Regions from separate parts of the Mus musculus genome. Here region 1 is linked to region 2. The links are chromatin contacts, called in public promoter capture Hi-C maps. All regions are on one chromosome and are shown on one strand. Each heading gives the region's core, a stretch centred on a gene start, on an enhancer-like site or on the middle of the called end of the contact. The rest is flanking DNA. Distances are from core to core; before and after follow the strand shown. Region 1 has its middle 3.2 kb from the start of Gm19497. Region 2 holds the start of Prelp (proline arginine-rich end leucine-rich repeat).

Region 1 (5,463 bases), core at 89-2,588, 140 kb before region 2:
GAAGTTTGAGGTCTCTCCCTAGCCGCTCACCCAGGTAGGCAGGGTAGTGATTTTGGTCTCATTTTCTTCATCTGAGTTGAAATGAATACATCTCTGCATGATAGTTTCATTTCTCTCTCTTCTGCTGCCGGGCTGTTAACTCTAAGAGGTCAGGGCTGTGGGATTGGATCCTGTGTTGTGTTTGTAATGTTTGCAATGGGCCTGGCACATAGTAGGACTTCAGCAATGCTGTAAATGGATGCATGAGAGTGTTACTGCCTTTCTCCTTTGCTGGGGTTAAGTTTGTGACGGCTGACAAAACCCATAATAAAGCATGACATTAGTGGGATGTACCTCATTTCATTAAACCCTCAGGGCAGCTCCGTGGGGTTGACATTATTAGGCTATCAGTCAGAAAACAGAGGCTCAGGTTAAGCAAACTGTCCACAGACACACTGTTAGCAAATGGCAGGAAACTCAAATATAGGACTGCCTAAATAAACAGAAGCAGCAGCGGTGGAGGAGGAGGAAGAGGAGGAAGAGGAGGAGGAGGAGGAGTAGGAGGAGGAGGAGGAAGAGGAGGAGGAGGAGGAGGAAAGAAGAGGCAGAAAGCAAGAGGGTAAAGAGATTATGAGGAAGCATCATTATCATCATTATTACTATCAAAGCCATGCTGAATCCAGCCTTTTTCCCATCTCTCCCTGCTGCCATTAGCCTTCTGGTCTGAAAGGCAGGGAATTTATACCACATCACAATTTACTCTCTGCAGGTAGTAGAAAAGGTGACCAGTCTGGAATCCAGTCCTTACGCATCTCTTATGCCCAGGCTTAGACCGCTTGCTTCTTCTCAGACCATTGTGACCATTTCTATAGTGGTTTTTATCTTGGTGGTAGCGGTGGTGATTGAACCCAGGGCCTCTTGAAAGCTAATGGAGCTCTCTACTACTCATCTATATTTCCCTACACTTTGTGTGTGTGTGAATCCTGCTATTTTTGCAGTCTTTCTCTTTCTTTGTTTCTTTCTTTTCTTTTTTGAATCATGGTCTCTGTAGTTCAGGCTTGCCTCAAACTTGCAGTGGTTCTCCTGCCTCTGGGGTGCTGGAGTTCTTGGCATGTGCCACCATGCCCGACTTTGCCTTTGGCAGTGGTAGCTTGCATCTGTGTGTGTGAGTGAGTGTGCTTGTGTGTGTGGTGTGCACATGTTCTCTATAGTGTTGTCTTTGTTTATCTGTCATAGTTGAACCTGAACGGAAGGGTTATGAGATCAGCTCTGAGATTACTCACCCTTCACAGTGTCTGTACTAAACACGGAGCAGAACAGGAAGTTGGGACAAGGGCTGTTGGCTGTAGGGAACAGCCTATTGGTCCTAGGCATGCACTAGAGTCTCCGTTGCCCTTTGACTCATTCCAGTCAGAAAACTCCTAGTCCAATACAGACCAACCAGCTGGATGGATTGATTGCTTCATCTCAGCACAGAGTTCCAGCCCCTGACTTCCCAGCCCTAATGCAAAACACAGAAACTCCTGTGTTGGTTGTGACCCACTTCCTCTCCTACCAGTCCAGCTCAGGGTGGAGGCTCAGGGCTTAGTGGCTTCTCTTGTTTTTACAAAAGGCAAATCACTTCCCTGTCACAGCTACTGCTTGGTCAATAGGCTTTCCTGTTGGCACCACCCAGGGGGAAAAAATGGAGCACTGATTATGTCCTAATACAATAGGACAGTATTCAAAGATACCCAGAAGGCTTCAACAGGCTGTAAACACACTTGTTAAGATCACAGTGCTATGTGAATTTGAGGGTTGATGAGGGTTACTGTCAGCCTCAGAGTCCAGGGGCCATACAGGGCTACACACAGCTGGGTGCACATGACAGCTTGAAAGACCATATATAAGGTTTCAACTTTCAGTCCTTTATCTGGCAGGCAGAGTGTCACTGGATGGGAGCCTCTTATGTGCAGAAATGGACTTTTGCACAGAGTTTGGGTTTGGCCAAGGGGCAGGGGACAAGGGTTTGGTCCTCAGGATGTCACCAGTCAGCAGGAGATGGCAGGGTAATTACACATAAAAGTACTGTACCCAAGGTGCTGACTCTTCAGGATTAAATGCAAACTAAGGGAATAACACAGATCAATGCATTCTATCCAAATGCCACCATCATTGCTGGGCAAGGGGATGATCAGACATGGGTGAGGTGAGCCTGAGCAAGGGCTGGGAAAGAGATGTCTTGAGAAGTACTGTTGCAGGAGGACACATCTTTACTGACTTACTGCTGAAGGCTAGAAAGGCAGACCAGCCGGAGTATGTGCACCTTGGCCAAAGTGAACAATAGGTGTGGTTAGGGTGGGCAGAAGAGCAAGACAAAGTGGTAACACAGAGGTGAGCTTTGATGGCAGTTGGCATGGTTCCCTGGTGCTCCCTCAGCATTGACCCCTCCCCCATCTGGCTCAGTCCCTCTGCAGAGAGGGCATAGAGGGTACTCAGGCCAGAGCCCAAGGGTATCAGGATGATAACTCGGGCACACTTAGGCCATGAAACAGTTTCATCTCTTCATCCTCACAATTAATGGTCTAGTTTTGGAATGGGAGTTGGGGGATGGAATCTAGAGTTGCACACATGTTTGGCCAGATATCCACCATGATAGACTGATGTTTGAAGGCAGACAAAGAGGAGCAATGGATCTGGGATTCTGGAACCTGGTGCAGGCTCTCTCTGTTCTCTTAGATGTCTATGTCACTTCTCTACTCTGCTGTCTCAGTCACTTAACAAAACTAAAGTGCCATTCCTGCTCCGGGATAGTGTGGACACAGAGAATAAACCCTTGTATTCCCACGGCCTCTCTGCTGTTTACAGAGAACTGGCTAGCACAGCAGCCCGTTTCCGCCATGCTGGGAGGTACCAGTGGTGGGTGTTGTTACTCCAATTTGCAGAGGAAATTGCAACTGAGACAGCCTCCGGATGACTGGTCGCAGCAAGCAGAGGACGAGCTGAGAAGGGAGCTTCCACTCTGGCCTACTAGCCCATTCCCAACGACTCCCTCTGTTAGTTAACCACAGAGTTCGGCTCTCCATCTGCCCCTCAGGGCTTGGATTTTCCATTTAACCTATTTCTGAAGAGGAAAAACAATGCAGGTCAAGGGATTTTCCCCTCAGTGACAGCCTGAGAACACAAAGCCCCAACGATTGCGGCTTAGTGAGCTGCCCCAGAGCGCGGTCTCTCTTCCCAGAGGCCCCGGCTCTGCTTACGGCTGGCCAGAAGCCGAGGAGGAGCGTGGGGGCAGAGCTCCCCAGAGGCGCACAGATGGGCAAGCTGGGCCCGGAGCCGGCCTTTCAGCAACCTTTTTGTTTGGCAGCCAAACAGCCAGCGTCAGCTCGCCTGCCTCTCACCTCCTGGGCCTCGCCCTTCCCCCCAACGAGGTGGGGGAAGCTGATGAGCTCCTGAGCCACCCGGCCTTCCTCCTTTATGGGGGGCGGGGGTGGGGGTGGGGAGAATGAAAGGAGGCCTGCAACTGGTGCGGGGCAACTGTTGCCATCTGTCTAGTGGGACGTCACTAGGCAGGGTCTCGCCCATTCACTCTTCACGCACCGCTGGGCCCCGGCCTTTTGTCGCTGGGCCGGGTGGCTGCGGGAGGGAGGACGGGCAGCCGGAGGAGGGACGCACGATTTCTTTGTGTCTAGACTAAACTTTCGGCTACTCACCAGAGTTATTTGCATGAGTGAGGAGGCTGACCAAGCCCCACACGGCTCAGGTGATTGACACCTCCTAGCCTCACTTTGACTTCCTAAAGTCTAAGCTCCTCCACGGAGGCTGACCAGGCTGGTCTACCCCTCTTTTCAGTCTTCCGTTCGGTCCCTGCCCGGTCCCTTTGCGAGTGCATAGTGGACCTGATGGTCTTCTCCCTACTGCCCCTCACCCCCAAACTGTGCTTGGCAGACAAGGAGGCAAAAGCAGGGGAAAAGCTCTATTAGCCATAGCCCGGCAGCTGAGCTGGGGAAAGAAAGGAGCTGAATAGAGGTGGTGGGGTTGGCAGCTCTCCAGCCCAGCTCCTGGGCTTTGAATAACACCCCAGGCCCGGGGCTGGGATCAATGGGGGGAGCTTTGGGGCATTTAATTATTTAAAGGTCTCAATAAAGGACCTAAGTCCCCGAGGGGGGGGGGGGGGGAGACAGATGGTGTGCTCCCTCCATGAGCTGGGAAAGGGGGGTGCCGGCTGGGAGGTGTGGGGGATGAGAGAGAAAGGGAGGGAAAGAAGGAGAAGGAATTGCTTGTAAAGTAGGACTGCCTGCCAAGTTCTCAGGCACTCGGTACTTCTGCCTATCACTCCTTAACTTCCAAGTTAGTGTCTGCCCTATTTTGGAAATAGACCACAAAGCTCTGAAGTTTAGGGGGACGTCTCTGGTGCTTGAAGTTGCTCTAAACTTGTTCAGTTAACTGGGCAGGACTGGACACGTGGGCCAGAAGATTGTCTTTGGACTTCTTTTTTAATTGTGGTAAAATTCACTAATATGAAACATTCCTGTTTCCTCTAGTCCTTCTTCATTCCCTCCCAACTCTGAGGGGTGCTGGACCTAGTTCCTAGGGACTTTTGCAAAAGTAGAAAATGAGTCTCTCTCTCTCTCTCTCTTTCTCTCTCTCCTGGGTTTTCCTACGTAGGACAGCCTGGCTTCAAACCTCACAGAGATCTGCTTGTTTCTGCCTCCTGGGGGCTAGGATTTAAGGCTTGTGTGCCACCACTCCCGGCTGAGCCACCACTTTCTTGGCAAAAGTAGAGGAAGGGCTACTTTGTGCAGAGGGGGACAAAGACTCATTCCTGGTCCTCCTGCCTCAGCCAACTAAGTGCTAGTGCAACAAGAACACACTACCACATCTGGCTGGAAGATTACAACTTAATGATCAAGATTGGAAGGGGTCCCCAGGAAAAGACATATTACCTGCATGCCTCATTACAGTAGGTGTTACGAAGCTTATCAATTGTTTTGCCATGGGATAAAAGTTTCTCTGGTTAATTCTGTTGTGGGTTTGGCGGATAGAAGAATCCAGACAGTGCTGGTTCATCTGAAGCTCACAGTAGCTGCTATTAAATACTGACATTATCATCATCCCCAGGTCAGTGTGCACACATTTAAGGCTATTCAATAGAAACTGAAATAGGGCTTGGGGGCAAAAGAGTATTTTGCAAAGGTCTTCCCATCTGTTAGAGACTGAACTATGGCTGAAATCGTGTGCTTAGAAAGTCCTATTCAACAGACCCCATTCCCACTTGCACCCTTCTTCACCTGCCCTAGCTCTTGTTTTGTAGCTGCCTGGGCATTGCTGGCTAGATCTTTAGATGGATGCTCAACTTAAACAGGTTGGTGGCTTGCCATTTAAGTCTCCTTTTTCCTTTGGCCTTTCGCCCGTCCAGTCCTGCCCACAGGAGACAGGATTGTCTGCATTTCACAGGGCGGCCCTAAACCGTGTGAGTTGGTGGCGTGAGCACCTCCTCCTGGA
Region 2 (5,667 bases), core at 2,648-5,147:
GACCCTATCTTGAACCAAAAAGAAATTTATAAGTAAAAAAGCAGGTTAGAGATGTAGCTCTAGGATAGATTGCTTGCTGAGTGTATGTAGCTCTAGGATAGATTGCTTGCTGAGTGTATGTAGCTCTGGGATAGATTGCTTGCCAAGTGTAGGCCAGCCTAGGATCCTCAGAATCAGAGAAGTGGGGAGGGGCAAAGAAACTCCTGGAGGAACCTGGGTGGTAAGGACATAGGCCATGGACCCACATGGCTCCTATACCTTTGAGATTCCAATCAAGAGAATTATGACACATTTTTTAAAACAGTTTTTATAAAAAGTGAATGATAGACACTGTCCTTGTTTAGCCCTCTTAATAGTAATAAAACAGGCCCTGTATTGAGCACCCAGATGTGCCAAACCCTTGGTGGGTGCTGTGGGTTCCCAACAATGTATAGGCTGCTGTCTCTTCCCAGCAGAAGCCCAGGACCCCCCAGCTGGACAGAGGGATGGGTGCCCCAAGATTCCCACAGCCTCTCCCCTGCTGTGCATTCTAGCCTGGGAGCCTCTGTGAGGGGTGAAGGTTGGCCAGCTTCTGTGGGACCTAGTGACCATGCTGAGGTCTGAGCCAAAACCCCTAATGCCTACCCTGCCCTTCCTGGCAGTGGGAGGTGGGAGGCTGGGCCCCTCTTCTCTGTGCTCCAGGGAATAGGGTGTCATGTCCACAATCAACCCTTTCTTCTCTGGCTGTAGCGCTTGCTGCAGCAGCCAAGGCAGCCGTTACCAGGAGGGTGAAAGAACAGTGAGCCCCAGACTGATGGCGGTGAGGGTGGGCAGGCAAAGTCTCCAGGAAAGCAGCTGAAACCCACCGCAGTAGGGGGCCATCTCTCTCCTAGGTCTGCCCTTCCACTCCTCCTTCTACCAGCCATGCGCCAGGTTTCCCCTGGTGGCTGAAGCCTGGGTACTACATTTCCCACAATCCCCCAGCAACCCCAGCAGTGCTTTAAGTGCTACAGGAGGAAGAGATAAATTTGTCACCTGCTGTGTGTTTCCAACACAGCGAGAGCTGAGGATGCTCACTCTGGAGAAGCCTCGGCTGTGTGGATGAGTTATGCTCCCAAGCCCCTGCTTCCCAAAAGCCTCTCTGGATCCTGGGGATAAGCAAGGAGGAAGATGGGGTTATTTTAATACATACCCCTGAGGAAACCGAGGGTCAAATCTGTTTGCCAGCTATCAAGAAAGGAGCAGAGCTGACATTTTAACCCATGAGTCTCAATACCACATCATTTTACAATGTTGGAAGTGACTTCAAAGGTCAGTTAGTATAACCTCGAGTTTGCGAAGTTACAGAGGGAAAGTGACAGCCAGGTCTCAGCAGTTCAGGCCTCTGTCCCCAATCTGGAGACTGTTCTATCCTCTGTCAAAGACAGTAGAAAGATAGGTTGGCTATCTCAGGTGTCTCCAATGACGGGAAGATGCAGGCACCATGTAAAAAGAAGGTGAGGCCCTGACTCTAAGCTAAGGCAGTAAAAGGGGCTGGCCACTGTGTGGAGTGGGGAGGTTCCTGCCCTAGCTAAAAGATAAAATAAGATAAAATAAAAGTAAGAACACTCCAAAACATAACTGCAGGGTTTGTGGGAATGGGCACAGTAGAAACAAAATTGGCATGAGGGCACGGTTATTATTTATTTACTTAGTAGTTACTTTTTTTTTTGGTTTGAGAATGTCTAACTCAGTTTTCCATGCTGGCCTCAAACTAATAGCAATTCTCCTGCCTCAGGCCCTAAGTGCTGAGATTACTGGCAGTAGCCACCACACTAGCATGAGGTGGTAACTGTTGATCTGGGTGTTAGGTGATGATGTGATGGCCTCCTGTGTGTATCTGAAGGCTATGGGCACGGCTCAGTGGTAGAGTGTAGGGCTGTGGGCCAGGCGGGTGTGGGATGCGGGGAGGCACTGGGAGTCTGAGACCTGTGAAAGCTGGAGCTGGCTTGGGGGTGCCCGAGCCTATGACAAGTCAGGGTCCATGGGGTTCTCAGGCTCTTGGACATCTAGGTGCTCCTGGAAGTCCCAGAAGAGCTGAGAACAGAGTGGGGGCCTGAGGGCTGGATCTAGGCCAGGTCCAGGGAACAGGGGGGCAGAAGAGGAGCTCCAGCTAGTCCCACTTGGCTTCATGGGTGGCAGGATTGGTGGTGGTTGTGGCAGGGAGCACCGAGAGGCCTTCTATGGGAGATTAGACAGTGGCTCTGTAGGCAAAGGCCTTCTCCATGGCTCCCCATGTCTGAAGAGACCAAACCATTTATTGTCATGGTGGAAAGTAAATGTGTAAAACCATACCCCACTTCTCAGGGCAGGCCTGAGATTAAATACCTTTTGCAGGGAGGAGCATCTGGGAAGGGAATCTTACTGGCCATGCCCTCTGGGCCTCTAGGTATTTCATTAGCATGGAGATCTCTGCCTTGAGCCTAAGTGGCCACAGATCACATCTCTTTTCCTATTAAATTGGTCTGAGATGTTAAGGATGCCTCATCTACATGTGGAAGGGCTTGGGGCATTGCCCCCAAGTGACTGATGGCCACAAATCTATGGGGGTGAGGAGGGAGGCTGAGGCTGGTGACAGGGGCCTGGTGCCTGGGAACAGGCAAAACTCCTTAGATCCCTTCAGGGTCTCTGGGGCTTCAAACTTTTAGCTCGACCAAGGAACAGGCTCACAGTCCATGGCCCCACAGTAGAGCACTGACCTAACACAAGCAAGGCCCTACAACTCCCTCCAGCACAGGCTTTTGGGGGTTGTGATAGCAAGAAGGCAGGTAAACAGGCAGTGAGTGACATTTATATCTCTACGCTGGCTAGGATTCCCTACAATCCCTTCTGAAGCTCCACGGTCTTACCTGAGACACAGACACAGAAATAGGGGCATCTCAAAATCAAGTGACTTGCCTAAGAACACACTTTATTTCCTGTGAGTGGAAGAGCCGGGGACTTTGAGAGTTAGGGGACAGTGACAAGAGTCCCTTGTGGGCTTTGTAGGTCTCTGATGACCTAATGGTGACTGAGTAAGTGTTTCCCTTAGGTTCTGAGCCAGAAGTTGTACTGAATGCACCTTAAAGCCAAGTGTGCCTGACTTTTCAGATGGGGACGGGGGTGGGGGTCATTGTTCAGATAACAGAGACTTTTGAATTGGTTTCCAGGAAGTGGATATGCATTGGGGAGCCTGGCATCATCCTGTTTCTGTGGGATGACCACACAGCCCCCAAACCTCACCTGAGTGTGTGACACAAAGCTGGAGGAAAAGCCCCAACACTGTCCTCAGGAACTAGGAACAATGGCTTGCGGATTTACAATTGGAAACCTGCTTTAATTTGGCTGTGTGATCCTCAGGCCAGAGTGGCCACCAAACCAGTAGTTACCTCTTATATCAGCCCACTGCACAGTGAGTCTCCACTCCCTTAGCAAGCTTCTGGGCTGTGATAGGGAAATATTGTCACTGTGTATGCTCTGAAAAGTGTCTCGTGGCTCCTCAGTGAGTTGAAGAATTGACATCAGGGAAGTAAGGCGCTTGTTAGAAACTCAAGTGGCCAGGGCTGGACCCAGCGACCCCACCCTGCCTGCACAGAAGCAGAGGCCTTGCCAAGTGCTTTCCTCTCTTGATTTGGCTTAGTTTCCAAACACGGGTCAAACGGTCCCTCTCCAGAGCAGCAGCAGCAGCAGGAAACATTATTAAAAGTGAGCCGTTAGCGGGCATCGGGTGTGGATGAGGTCTGTGGAGTTTTGGCTGCCAAATAAAGACTTTATTGTTGTCATCTCTCCTTTCCCAAGCTCCCTCCCTCTCTCCTCTGCTCCCTCCTCCTCCCTGCCCTCCCCCCTCTGATCTGCCCCTCCCTCCCCAAACTAACCTCCCCACCCCAATAGGATCTGGTAGAAGAAAAGTCAGGCAGACACACGCAGACACGCACCAACTGGGAGACCAGAACTTCTAGCTGGCTCTCTGCTGCCACAGCTCCAGCAAAGGGTGGGGAGGAACAGAAGAGTGCCCCAGAGTCCAGAGGAGAGGCAGGTGTGTGCAGGTAAGTTCAGGCAGTGGGGGAGAAGACTAGAAGGCTCCTTCCTCCAGGGGTTCTCTCTAGCTCTGTCCAATCTTTCTTTCCTCCCTCCTGGCCTTCTTCCTTCTCATTTTTCCTCTCTAAAGAGTTCAGATGTAGCCTTCCTCATTTCCTGATGACACTCTCTTGTCTCTCCAACATCCTGCATCCTAGCGTTTGCTTGCTGCTGAAGTTAAACTTTCTAAGTGCAGATGTTTGTGGAGCACACAGAGCTGTGTCGCACACAGAATTTGAACAGAGCAGGTGTTGCCATGGGAACTGGACACTAGAACCGAATTCTCTACACCTTTCATGTATTACCATGCACTGCAGAAGACAGACAGAAAGATAGACAGACAGACACACACACACACACACACACACACACACACACACACACACACTGGGTTTTGTCTCTTACTCTCTCACGTGCCTCCTCAACTGCCTGACCAGAGACAGCGTTTTCCTTCTGAGATGACAGAGCCAAAAGACAATCACGCCTTGGCTGGTCAGGGAGGATATGAACAATCAAGTGATTTTTTTTGAAAATTTCTTTCTTTTGAACTTAATCAGGCAGAAGGGAGAGAAAAGTGGCCCTCCAGCCTACACAGTATCCTCTCAGCAGCCCGAATTCCTGTCTCCCTCCCCAAACCACTTGGCTCTTACAAAAAGAAGTCAAGCTTGCCTGCAAGCCTTGGAGGCCCTAACTCCTGAGTTAACAGTTCCACACACACACACACACACACACACACACACACACACACACTACATAGTCAGAAACACTCTTCTCTCTGAAGTTATTCTGAGATTATCCTGACCAGTCAGCTGGTAAGGGGGCTTGAAGTAGAGGAAGCAGGGAGGGGAACCTGGGAGTCTTATTTGCACAGCTCCCCCCTCTCCTGCAATAGAGGGGCCCCATGGCAGTAAGAAGGGGGGCACTACTTGATCCTCAGAGGGCCCTGAGCAGTAGGCAGGGAATATGGAAGCTTTAGTAAAACAGGGACAGACACTCATTACAGACCCATCAAACAGAACCCAAGAGGTCCAGAGCTGTGTTAATACATCCTGAGACTCCCCTAACTCCCTTGGGATTCACATAAAGGGCTATGTGGTGTCCTCAAAAAGGAGCCCCTGCAGTCTTGACAGTGAGGGCTGAGAGCCACTGCAGGAGGGAACAAGGCACTCTCTTGTGATTACTAACATCATCCATACTAGGCAACCATACTTCGGGGGAACATTCTACAAAGAACATTCTACCTTAGTCTATCTCCTCTTACCTGCTAAGCTACCTGTCCCAGGTACCCAAGAGCTAGTACTAGCTGTCAACCATCCCTTCTAGATTCTCTCTCCCCGTACCCCACAGGTCTGTCCCATTTGACTCTCTCAGAGGACAGACGAGTTGATAATGTCCCTTATCCACCCTCACCTTCCTTGAGGAGAGCACCTCAAGGCTAGAAGGAACAACAACAGCAACAACAACAACCACAACCACAACCACAAAGACAAGGAGAAGCCCTAGATCTCAGAAGAAGCCACAACCAGCTGAAAAGAGAGATTTCCATTTGCCAGCCAGTGTCCCCACCTCTGCAGAAAGCGGAGAGCTGGGTTA

The links. Promoter capture Hi-C pulls out the DNA fragments that hold promoters and counts their contacts.
Region 1: a contact with region 2 is called in a promoter capture Hi-C map of liver. The contact joins the enhancer-like site here to the promoter of Prelp in region 2. A contact is called at or near these places in 3 of 39 promoter capture datasets (the HPC-7 cell line, cranial neural crest and liver), 1 of 15 datasets of contacts at CTCF or cohesin (the NIH/3T3 cell line), 9 of 484 Hi-C or Micro-C datasets (CD8 T cells, the HPC-7 cell line, the N1E-115 cell line and 4 more), 17 of 115 datasets of contacts at active chromatin or transcription factors (craniofacial prominence, differentiating embryonic stem cells, double positive thymocytes and 11 more) and 1 of 9 other capture datasets (adipose tissue).

The regions. Positions count from the first base shown.
Region 1 is chr1:134,061,401-134,066,863 of GRCm38.p6, reverse strand. No RefSeq gene overlaps it. Among named protein-coding and RNA genes, the nearest start is that of Gm19497, 3.2 kb to the right of the region's middle. RefSeq lists an enhancer at 692-5,463. Within about 2 kb of position 1,338, at least 159 of the 459 cell types and tissues checked have an H3K27ac peak or open chromatin away from gene starts, as enhancers often do. A contact at or near this core is called in CD8 T cells, the HPC-7 cell line, the N1E-115 cell line and 5 more, where this site is marked.
Region 2 is chr1:133,919,631-133,925,297 of GRCm38.p6, reverse strand. Prelp (proline arginine-rich end leucine-rich repeat) reads left to right here and starts at 3,897. Exons shown (of 3, transcript NM_054077.4): 1 at 3,897-4,043.